Regions from separate parts of the Mus musculus genome. Here all the other regions are linked to region 1. A link is a contact called in public Hi-C and Micro-C data. All regions are on one chromosome and are shown on one strand. Each heading gives the region's core, a stretch centred on a gene start, on an enhancer-like site or on the middle of the called end of the contact. The rest is flanking DNA. Distances are from core to core; before and after follow the strand shown. Region 1 holds the start of Zfp33b (zinc finger protein 33B). Region 2 holds the start of Spp1 (secreted phosphoprotein 1). Region 3 has its middle 27 kb from the start of Mepe.

Evidence for each region. Hi-C and Micro-C count contacts between places; a contact is called where the count stands out from the background.
Region 2: a Micro-C map of embryonic stem cells shows a contact between it and region 1, with 4 times the contacts expected there. The contact joins the promoter of Spp1 here to the promoter of Zfp33b in region 1. A contact is called at or near these places in 1 of 39 promoter capture datasets (liver), 1 of 484 Hi-C or Micro-C datasets (embryonic stem cells), 2 of 115 datasets of contacts at active chromatin or transcription factors (both in embryonic stem cells) and 1 of 9 other capture datasets (pancreatic islet).
Region 3: a Hi-C map of pre-B cells shows a contact between it and region 1, with 2.0 times the contacts expected there. The contact joins the enhancer-like site here to the promoter of Zfp33b in region 1. A contact is called at or near these places in 1 of 39 promoter capture datasets (embryonic stem cells), 5 of 484 Hi-C or Micro-C datasets (adipose-derived mesenchymal stem cells, embryonic stem cells and pre-B cells), 2 of 115 datasets of contacts at active chromatin or transcription factors (embryonic stem cells and epiblast stem cells) and 2 of 9 other capture datasets (embryonic stem cells and macrophages).

Annotation. Positions count from the first base shown.
Region 1 is chr5:104,569,759-104,573,372 of GRCm38.p6, reverse strand. It overlaps Zfp33b (zinc finger protein 33B), which reads right to left and starts at 1,701. Exons shown (of 3, transcript NM_001346671.1): 1 at 1,602-1,701. The coding sequence starts at 1,631.
Region 2 is chr5:104,433,651-104,437,058 of GRCm38.p6, reverse strand. It overlaps Spp1 (secreted phosphoprotein 1), which reads right to left and starts at 1,948. Exons shown (of 7, transcript NM_009263.3): 1 at 1,863-1,948; 2 at 617-684; 3 at 483-518. The coding sequence starts at 670. RefSeq lists enhancers at 1,061-1,097, 847-1,166, 1,978-2,024, 2,642-2,650, 2,655-2,682, promoters at 1,862-2,852, 1,903-3,383, 1,926-3,408 and a cis regulatory region at 3,332-3,346.
Region 3 is chr5:104,350,484-104,354,393 of GRCm38.p6, reverse strand. No RefSeq gene overlaps it. Among named protein-coding and RNA genes, the nearest start is that of Mepe, 27 kb to the right of the region's middle. Within about 2 kb of position 2,308, at least 24 of the 459 cell types and tissues checked have an H3K27ac peak or open chromatin away from gene starts, as enhancers often do. A contact at or near this core is called in pre-B cells, where this site is marked.

The sequences.
Region 1 (3,614 bases), core at 452-2,951:
AATGGCAATGTTGTAAGAGATTAAAATCAGAAAGGAGAAAGAGTCAACAGGACATTGCTTAAGCTGTCGTTCTGTGCTGTTTTATGACCAATAGGGCATTGGTTGTAGGGATCCTTTATAAGGGTATAGTCCCTTAAATGTGAACTTGAACAATGTTACCTATGAGCACATGTGTATTGAAACTTAAAAAACAAAACTAAACTAAACTAAAAAACCCCACAAACTCCCACAAAAATAACTCAAAGTGGCTTTAACTGTTATATTTCTCACCGTCAATCTACTACTCATCATTCAAACAGTGAGGCCCCATGCTCTACAGATCTCTCTGGGTGGAGAAGATCAGAATGGTGGCTATGGCTCTGCAGTCTCTCATGCCTCTTTGGGAAATCCATGACCTCTGAAACCCACAAAGAAAACAACTTGGAAGAGCAATTTAGTGTCTGCTTCCTACCAAGCACCATGAACACATGAAAAACCTCTGAAACTCAAATCTACTTTTGAACCCTGGACTTAATTTACATGAAACATGCATTGTGGCTGGTGGTAATAAAACAAGGGACAAATGCTAACAATAGTGACTTTCAAGAAAAACAAGCAATTTCCTGCTAAGGAAATGCCATCAATAAGATGATGTATGATCTTGTCCTTATGTGTAATATTAGCTGCTGATCTATAACCTGACACACACACAGCTTCTCAGCTGACATAATTACATCAACAAAGTTTGATCCCACAGAACATCCCCAACTTGTATACCCACCAATCTATACAATTTCTATAAACATGCATGAATTAATAAATGCTGAGGAATTTAAAACAATCACTCACTTTGCCCCATCAGGTCCTCCTTCCCAATGGTGACTCCTGCAGATGACTCCTTAAACTTTAGTCTGTGAGCTAGCTCTGGTCTACACTGTTTCACCCTACTGTGTACACAGTAAACCATTCCTCCTGTTCTAGTCTGAAGGCAGAATACATGTTCCACAGGAATGCACTTTTCCTTTCACTGCAAAGGACAGTTAATCACAGGACTTAAATGAGTAATTTTAAAAACGCTCTTGTACATACATTTAACATTCGAACTTAGAAAGTCTAATAAAAAGGAAAGCAGGGTCATTGCCCTGGGGAGCATGAGACTGGGATGCACGTGACAACATAGCTTGTCTCAGAAACATTTTTCTAAAAGACTAATGGGGCAGCTGTACAAAAATTAACATTGCATCTATTTCTTGTTTCTTTAAAAACAGAGGCATATTGAAAGAACGTGCTCTCAGTCACCCAACAGATGGATGCCTTTTACAACTAGACAAAATTAACTCCAAATGAATCACAACAAAAAATGATAGAGGAGAAGAGCTTGTAGACTCTACTAGAGGAACCAAGCCTGCCTGCCACTGGCATCCTATCAAGGATGTTTCTATACACAAGACCCTGTTCCAAATGCTTTGTGCAGATTCAGCCCAGAGAGGGAAGTTATTCAGATGCCACCGCTGGGTCCAGGAATGGCTTACACTAACAGGGACCTCACACGCGGCTGCATCAAGCTGCTGGTTCCCGCCCAGCCCCGAGCAGGACCCACCACAGCGGCTCCCGCTCCTCACCTTTGTGGAGAGTGAGGATGTGCTGGCCATGCTGTATCTTCAGAGCTTCCTGAGCTTCCCTCAGTACTCGGCAGTTGAGGTGAAAAAACAACACACAAAATCACGTAAACTCTCGCAGAACCTGCAATGTGATTTCCGGAAGAACCCTCCTCCTTTTCTGACTGGCAGGCGCGTATGGAGACTCTGATTGGACAGTGAATCTGTCAGTCCATTTATTCACTTCCGTTGGGCACAGCCTGTTTGGGCTCCGTACCGGGGAATAAATATCTAGACTATTTTTTCTTTTCTGCAGCCTGGCTGGTGCTGGGCTTCAGGGGAAGCCAAGAGTCTGCTCAGGGATGGGAAATGCAGTCTTTGATGAGGCCGAGGCTAGAGCTGGTTAGGGAGTTCCTGGTCTGTGACGTGTCCCAGTTCTGGGGTGGAGGGTGGGGGGAGGTTCTGACTCTTGAACATCCAGGCATAGCTGAGAGTCCCAGAAGAGCCACGAACTGAATCAGGGCCCTTGGGGGCACATATCTGTGTGATATGATTTTAAATTATGTAGCCATATTGTGTTTACAATATTTTAGCTTCGTGAAGAGTAAATTTTAAAGCCTGTTTACAACCTCAAATCTATTCTTTTTGAGTCTCAGTTGACAATAAATATATTTCACGGCCGCTGTTAATTTCTTGCTGCCTTCCCATGGTGAAGCTCTGTATTATATGAGGATGACATGAAGCTTTTCTGTTCCATGAATGACAGTGCTTTAAGATCCTTGTCCTAGCTGCCTAGACGCCAGTCTTCTCCTGGCAGTCTTTGTAACAAGATGTAGAACTCCCAGCTCCTCTGGCCCCATGCCAGCCTAGGCTCTGCCATGCACCTTGAACTTCTGAATTGTAATCGAGCCCCAATTAAACGTCGTCCTTTTAAGAGTTGTCTTTGTCATGGTAACTGTTCACAGCAGTAAAGCCATAATTAAAACAGGAAGAGATAATTGAAAGTAGAAAACAAACAAACTACTAAAGTCCATTTCAAAAGACATATCCAAAGACACTACCATTGTTTCCTGTCCCCTGGACAACTCCCTGCTGACCTTACCTGCCATTGTGGGTTGGACATGACGTGACAGAGAGTCAAAGACACAGACTTCTGGAGTAGACAAGAAAGACAGTGCAAGGTCTCTAAACACTGCTGCAAGCTTCTTTAATTCCCTTCACCCATGCTCACTGGTACCAAGAAAGCATCTGTGGGTATGAATATAAATGCTCAGAAGATACTGTGGAATCACAACTCTTTAAATAATTTTAGAAAATTCTTACGACTGTACATGTCAGTCGCAGGTTTATTTGCTGAATTTACATGACAAAACAAAATACAAATTAAAGAAATAGAAAAAAAGAAGATGGTTTCTGTTTCTTGTCAGGATAATTTAAACTAAGTAGAAATTTAAATATGAAAAAACACAATGAATCCTTTTCTGAAGAGGTAGCAATTGTACATAATTAATTGCTAAGAGGATAATCATTATACAAGCTAAAGACAGGTGATTCTCTCACAAACCCCATGATGAGACATGGAGCCCCAAGATGACAGATGGAAACCCTGGGTCTCCAAGAAATCTTCACCAGCACATCTGTAAGACAACACACTCAAAGGTAATGTCAAAGTTAATTCAGGATATTTACTGTTGCTTCCATTTACAAACACATAGTTAAAACATATCATTAAACATTTCTTTTTATTTAATTGATACTAGTCCTAATATGCTTACAATTTTGTTATACATTATGACAATCCATCAATCATATTGAATCTGGTACTTTAGTTAATTTAAAAAGCAATCCAATTGTGGATAGCTGCAACATCTACTCAAAAGCATATTGGAAGATGTCCTAATAAGCTTGGCAGGTTCTCAGAGCAACACTGTGATCCAACTATGTAGACTCAACAATGTTGTTCATTTCTAAATCTATAATGCTGCTCTCTACAAAGGGGAAAAGTATGGATCAAATATTGCTATTTCTGTAGAAGGA
Region 2 (3,408 bases), core at 699-3,198, 140 kb after region 1:
TACTGGTTTGGTTTTCATTCTCATTTAGGAAAATGTGATCTAAAGTCAGCTAATAGATCCAAACAGCACAAATGGACTTTTCTTTTCAAGATGGACTTGGATGGTATTGTAAATATCATAGTCATATGATCAGCTCCAGCTGACATCTGAGTGACCTTCTAAAGTCAGCCTGCAGGATTTTCCAAGCATGCTGACTCAGGAAAGAACCAGTCACTCAAGGTCCTGTGACCTGCTTTATGTAAGTAGCAATTGTCTAGAACATGCTTTTATTATATTAAAAATCTAATTATAAGAGAATCTGTTTATTAAAAACAATGGCCGATTTGGTACTGTCTCTGTCTAAAATACATAGTAAGTACTTTGAAATACTCAGGTCTAATTATATAGATGAATAAAATGGCAACAAAAAATTGCTGTTCCTAGCAACCTTTGCGACGCTGGCGAACATTCTTCAGTTAAATGATCAACCCGGAGGTGCTTACCTTCTCCTCTGAGCTGCCAGAATCAGTCACTTTCACCTTTAAAACAGAAAAGTGACAAGGAAATGCGTGTGAGTGTGCTAAAGCTAAAATTCATTTGTTTTCAAGAATTCTCTCTAAGATTCAGCTGTACTCACCGGGAGGGAGGAGGCAATGCCAAACAGGCAAAAGCAAATCACTGCCAATCTCATGGTCGTAGTTAGTCCTGCAACATATTTTATGAGGCACAGTTGATGTCTTGTCAGGTTCAAACACACTCTTGGCACCACTAGATCACCACCAAGTCACCAATAATTTATGGAATCTTTCTACATCTCAGAGAAAATTTCAGTGAGTCAATATTTGTGTGCCTTTTCTACCTCTCCACCTCTCATCCTTAGCAAGGAAAAGGGCAATTTCACAACTCTATTCATCCAAACTTTACGTCTGGAGTCTCAGAGCTTATGCCCCCACTATCTGATGTCTCTAGAGCTCCACACCAAGATTTGTTTCACAGTAATCGAGTAATTAAAGCAACGAACTACCATGAGAGTACTTTCTGCAAGGAAGAAAAAGAGAAAATAGAATGATAAAAGAAAATTGCTTTTTCCATTTGCATTTCAAATGTGATTTTAACTTACATTATACAAAGCTGAAAGAAACAAAGATATCTTTGAATTTGAGTAAGATGTTCTATTTGGACTAATAATAATAATAATAACAACAACAATAATAATAATAATAAAAATAAAACACTGAGAGCAGGCAACAGCTTTTCTGTGCATGTTGATGAGTCTGTGTTATCACACAGGGACCTTAGTGAAAACTGTAAAAGCCAAGTGCAGAAGCGAGAAATTAAGGAAGGTTCTCTTTTGAAGTGAGACAGTTTTCTAAAAATAACTGTATCTGGTTTATATTAATATAGAGGATCCTCCTTTACTGGTCTCCACAGTCATCCAGCCACTTTAAAATGATGCAGACATTTGTTCCAAAGATACATAGAACTTTACAATGTGTGTGTGACAGGAGAGAGAGGGAGAGAGGGAGAGAGGGAGAGAGAGAGAGAGGAGGGAGAGAGAGAGGAAGAGAGAGGAGGGAGAGAGAGAGGAGGGAGAGAGGGAGAGAGAGGAAGAGAGAGAGGGAGAGAAAGAGAGAAAGAGAGAGAGAGATTACTAGCAGATCTCTCTCTCTCCTTTAGAGGACCAACTAGATTTATTTTAACTTCTACATCCAACTGGCTTTGAAAATACCGGGAAACCTGCAATGTACCTGACCAGCTTATTCAAAAAGACCAGAACAGCACGAGTCTGACTAACAAATACGACTGTTGAAAGAATGTTCTCTGGACTCACCCTCAGAATTCAGCCAGGAGAACTGCAGCCTCATGGGCCACTGCAGGCTTACCTTGGCTGGTTTCCTCCGAGAATGCCTGCCGCAGAAGACTGCAAACCCAAGCAAGGATGCTTCTTCAGTGTGAGCTGCTGGTGGCTCAGACCTCCCAGAATTTAAATGCTGGTCCAGACAGTCTCCACCAATCAGGAGGTGGAGTGATGTGTCATGAGGTTTTTGCCACTACCCGGCCCACCTGCTCCTACACTTCCTCCTCTGGTTTTGTGGTTAAAAAAAAAAAAAAGGAAGAAAAGGAAACACACACAAAGCATTACTGATGAACGATGTCATTAACTACCCTTTTCATTTATAGACTGCATTTAGAATCCCGGAAGAGCATCAGGGATCCATAAGGAAAGGAAGAGTAGATCACCCTCACAGAGACTTTGTTTATAGTTACTGAATTAGTAGAAAAACATCAATGGGGATGAAAGGTATGGATTCTCCTATCTAAGTTACAGATAAAGGCCACATGGATACACAATTTGATTCTCTCAGACTTACTTAAATCTAGAAAACTGCTGTCTCGGCAGAACTTTCAGACCCTCCCTTTTGCCTTTGTATTCGGTAGCTTAGGTTGGCCGGGCCACAGTGGCTCTGTTTTGTACTCCGGAAGATCACCATGAATTTGAGGCTAGCCTCGGCTCCATACTGTGTTCCAGGTCAGTTGGGGCAACAGAAAGTGAGACCCTCTCACAAAAGAAACAAAACCTCACAACAAAACGAAACAAAGTAACAACTCAGTTTTGACACTTGAGCTATGCAGCCGCTTGCTCTTTGTGCAAACCACACAGTGACCCTGAATTCCTCTCCTGCCTCCACTGACCTTTAGAGACGTGAACCTCGTGAACCTTGTTGCTCTGTTGGAGCAGCTGGGAGTGATGGTTCTGATGCTATCTAAACTATAATGGCCATATAGAGCAGAAGAGGTGGTTACTCCAGATAGAGCCCGCCTAAGCAAGCAGTTTGTGAGACTGGAATGCTTGCTGGGTGGGGAAGCTGCAGGAGCCAGACTGCCTTTCAGTCCTTCTGTAAGCAGTGCCAGGTGTGACCTTGGGCAAGTCACTTAGTCTATCTACAGGACAATGGATTAGTGTAAGTGCAGTTGATAGCACTTCACATTTTGCAATGCTCCTTCCCCCACATGTTAAAGAACGTGTATATTTTAACTATTACAGAAATCTTCAGCAGAGGCAAGGAGCTGAAATTTGTAATGCCTTTGAATTGATCTTTAAGCTGTACACGTTAAAGGGTTCTCTGAATATTTTTTTAAAGACACAGCTTATATTTCTGAATTATCTTTTTTGAGTTTTATTTCCTGGAATATATAAGGTTGGCTACTTAAAAAGATTTTAAAATTTGTATTAACAAAACGTTACTGAATAGTTAAGAGGTATTCAAATGAGATAAAATTATAGGTGAAGCAGACTTCTTTAAATATTTAATACTGCCCTGCAGTTACTTCCTTTCTTTTCCCGAAATGGAGAACACAGGCTTATTACCTTACATCTCCAATGTAAGAGGCATGCAGAAATTGAGATTAAAGTTAAGTCAAACCTTT
Region 3 (3,910 bases), core at 1,059-3,558, 220 kb after region 1:
AAGGCTGAGGAGCACTGAGGTAGATATGTGTCAGAATACACGCATTAAATAAGGGAGTAAGCGAGCGGCCAACCAACGACTGACCCAAACCAATCAGAATACATGCATTAAATGAGTAAGTGAGAGGCCAATCAATGACTAACCCAAACCAAGACCAGCCCCATGGGCCAGAACCAATCCTTGACACTATTAACAATACTCTGCTATGCTTACCGAGCCTACTATAACTGTCCTCTGAGAGGCTCTACCCAGTAGCCAATGGAAAGAGATGCAGACACCTACAACCAGTTATTAGATGGAGCTTGGGAAATCTTATGGAAGAGATGGCAGAAGGATTGAGGGGCCCGAAAAAGATAGAGACTCCACAGGAAGACTAAGAAAGTCAATTAATATGGACCCTTGAGGGCTCCCAGAGACTGAACCACCAACCAAAGAGCAACCATAGCCTGGACCTAGGCCACTGCATGTATGTAGCAGATGTGTACCTTGGTCTTCATTCAGGTCTCCTAACAACTGGGGCAGGGGATATCCGGGGCTCTGTTGTCTGCCTGTGGATCTCGTTCCCCTAACTGGCCCACCTTGTCTAGACTCCGTGGGAGAGGGTGAACCTAGTCCTGCAGTGGTTTGATGTGGTGTGTGTGTGTGTGTGTGTGTGTGTGTGTGTAGGGGTGATATCCAGAGGGGGCCTCCCTCTTTTCAGAGGAGAAGGGGAGGGGAAATTGGGTGAGGATCTGCATGAGGCGGTACTGCGAGGAGAGGAGGGCTGATATTGGGATATGAAGTGAATAAGTAACTTAATTTTTAAAAACAAATTTAAAAAGAGAACAAATGTCCCATTTTAATTAATAAGGGACACCTTGTCAACCATAAATACATATCTCACTGCCATCAGTTTTCTAAGTTACAGAATAAGAACTTAGCTAAAAGTTTTAAACATCATCGAGTGTTCTTATGCTTGCTAAGTGACCTCTGGGTGTTAGTAAATGAGTGGGGAGGTGGGAGGGGGGTAGCAGGCAGATGAAGGCGTGAAATAACCATCTAGAACAGGCAGGCACTTCCCAGAGGTAGTTTGGAAATACTCCAGTTAAAAATAAATAATGCTTTCTGTAAATTTCTTTCACAACCCCGCTGTAGTTCCAATGTGATCATAACTTTGTCAGCAAATTCTATTTTCAGCATGACTGGAAAACCTTTCACCTCAGCCTCGCTTTGGGAAAAAACCTGAGCTCTACTGTCAGACCTCTTCATTTCTGAGTTTGTCTCTTTGCTTTCCCTTTTTATAAGAAGTTTCATAGAAATTCCAGCTCATTTATCTAAGTGCCTGTTCCTCGGGGTCATTCCAAATTTCCACTGGATTAGATCTCCATGGTCAAACCAAGGTTGCCATGGTATGGACACTGCTGAGGGAGTTACTGTCAGGAGACTTTTATGGATGTTAAATACAAATGGTTGTTGTAAATGGTTTCATGACACCTTGCTTTTCTCTGACTTCTAAGTACTTCTAAGTATCAATGACAGCAAAGGTTGCTTTCCTTTGGGAACTCTCAAGAATGTCATACAAGCTTTTCAGAGAGTATGATCTAAGAATTTTTGGTTGTACTAATGGACTAGAAATAGGGTGATGTTGCTGTGATACTCTGACCACAGGCCAGAGGCAGATTTGAGCAGCATTGCAAAGGCCCTGTACTATGGCCGGGGTGGAGGTGGGGGTTGGGGGGTAAGGGGGGGGGGGAGGGAGATGAGAAAGCATCCAGATTAAAACTTAAAACTAAACCCAACGTTGCCTCTGAAAAAGGGGGCGTTTGCACAGTTCCTCCACCGTGTTTCCCCATTTGATCATTTTGGTGCATAGTTAAGTTCTGCATGACCAACTAGTTGTGTTCCTAGCGCTGTTGTAGCAAGACATAAACACATGAACTGATTTCTAGCCAGGGAGAAATGACCGTTATTTTGAAGTTGCTTCTGGGAATTTGAGAAACTCTGTCAGAGCTAGTATGCCCCTTTAAATCACCACACAGTGCCCAAGCAGCACATGCTAAAAATATAAATTAACCACAGGTTGTCTAATAACCGATATTTTTGTGAGTGTCTGTTGAATAGGACGGGGCAGCCACAGGAAGCAAGGGAAATGAGGTGAGACAGAGGGGTAGGAGTTGGTATTGCTTTTACTCGTTGCTTCTGGAAAGGTTTGTATACAGTGGCCTTTACAGTGTTTGCTGAAACCCACCCACAGAAGGAATATTCTGTTCTGTTTGAATTTGAGGGGGAAACAGGCTGACATTTCCGGGACTTCCTGGTCTGCTTCTCCAGCCCGGAAGAGGCTCTATCCCGCCCCTGAGTCTTGCTCTGCCTCTGACCCACTGTGGACACACTGCTTTGTTGGCTTAAAAAGGACATTCTGTTCAACAGTCTCTTATCCTTTTGTAAAAACGGAAACAAATAACAGAAAAGTAAGTTTCTATTGCAGAGAGGAGGAAGAGCAGTGAGGCTGGTCCTGTGTGTGCCTGTGTGTGCCTGTGTGTGCCTGTGTGTGCCTGTGTGTGTGCAGGGCTGGCTTCCGAAGTCTGAGGGCTCAAAACAGGCCCACACATGAAGTGCTTTAATTTAAAAAGAAATTGGAATATATACATATATATATACACATATATATGCATATGTATATATATATGTAAAAGCTTTATGCTTTATAAATACATATGTATTCCATATATATTCCATGTTTATATATATACATATATTCCATATGTTTTACACACACACACACACACACACACACACACACACACACATATATATATATATATATATATATATAGAGAGAGAGAGAGAGAGAGAGAGAGAGAGAATATCTAAAACTTACGGTCTTATTCACGTTAGCAAAAGTGCTCTTCCAGTGAACTATGCACCAACACATCAACTTGAAGTTCTTATAGTCATTTTGAGCTGTTGATTTGTATAGAGACATGATGGATGCCCTGGGCCATGTGCTCCTGCAGGTGTGATATGCAGAGCACAGGATGGAGTGGTAGATAGTATAGGGCATCCCCCAGTCATTTGAACAGGAAAGCTTGTGTTGCTTGTACTAGGAGGCACTCATTATGCAGTAGGTCCTGTTTCTTTGTGGGTTTCCACGGTTTTCATTCCATGAATAGCAGCATGCCTGTGTTAGTCAGAAGTTGCCAGGAGAATACAACCAGTACAAAATATGTACATATGGAAGAGGAGGCTCCTTATGGGAACTAGTCACTTAATTTATGGGAGCTGAGAAATGCCATGGTACACTGACTGTATGCTGGTGGTGTGATTCAGTTCAGTTCTGAAGACCTACAAACTGGGAGGCTGCAGTGTGAAAGCCTGAGTCTGAAGGCCAGAGAACTCATGTCCTAGAGCATAGCTGGACAATTCAGATAGAAAGTGCCCCCTTCTTTCACATTCCTGGGGAAATAGACTCACACACACACACACACACACACACACACACACACACACACACACATTGACATTCAGTGTATTGGATTACCCTAATGATTTTATTTAGCTTGCTCATTTGAATTCTCTCCTCTTTCAGAAACACCTCCATAGACCTGTGATGGCTGCTCTTGGTTGTAAACTTGACATAACAGGAAAGAAAAACCTCAACTGAGAAACTGGCTCCATTAGATTGGCCTAGAAGCATGTCTTGGGGGCATTTTATTGGTTGTTCATTGATGGAGGAGGGCCTAGGCCACAGCGGCTGGTGCTATCCTTTGGAAGTAGTCCTAGGTTGTATAAGTGAAGCAGCCCAGCAAGCCCAAGGGGGCAAAGCATAGCATCGTTCCTCTATACTCTCTGCTTAGCCCTGTCTCCAGGCTTGTGCCTTGTGTTCCTTCTTCAGATTCTCTGAATAATGGACTGTAAGTTGCTTTTGGTC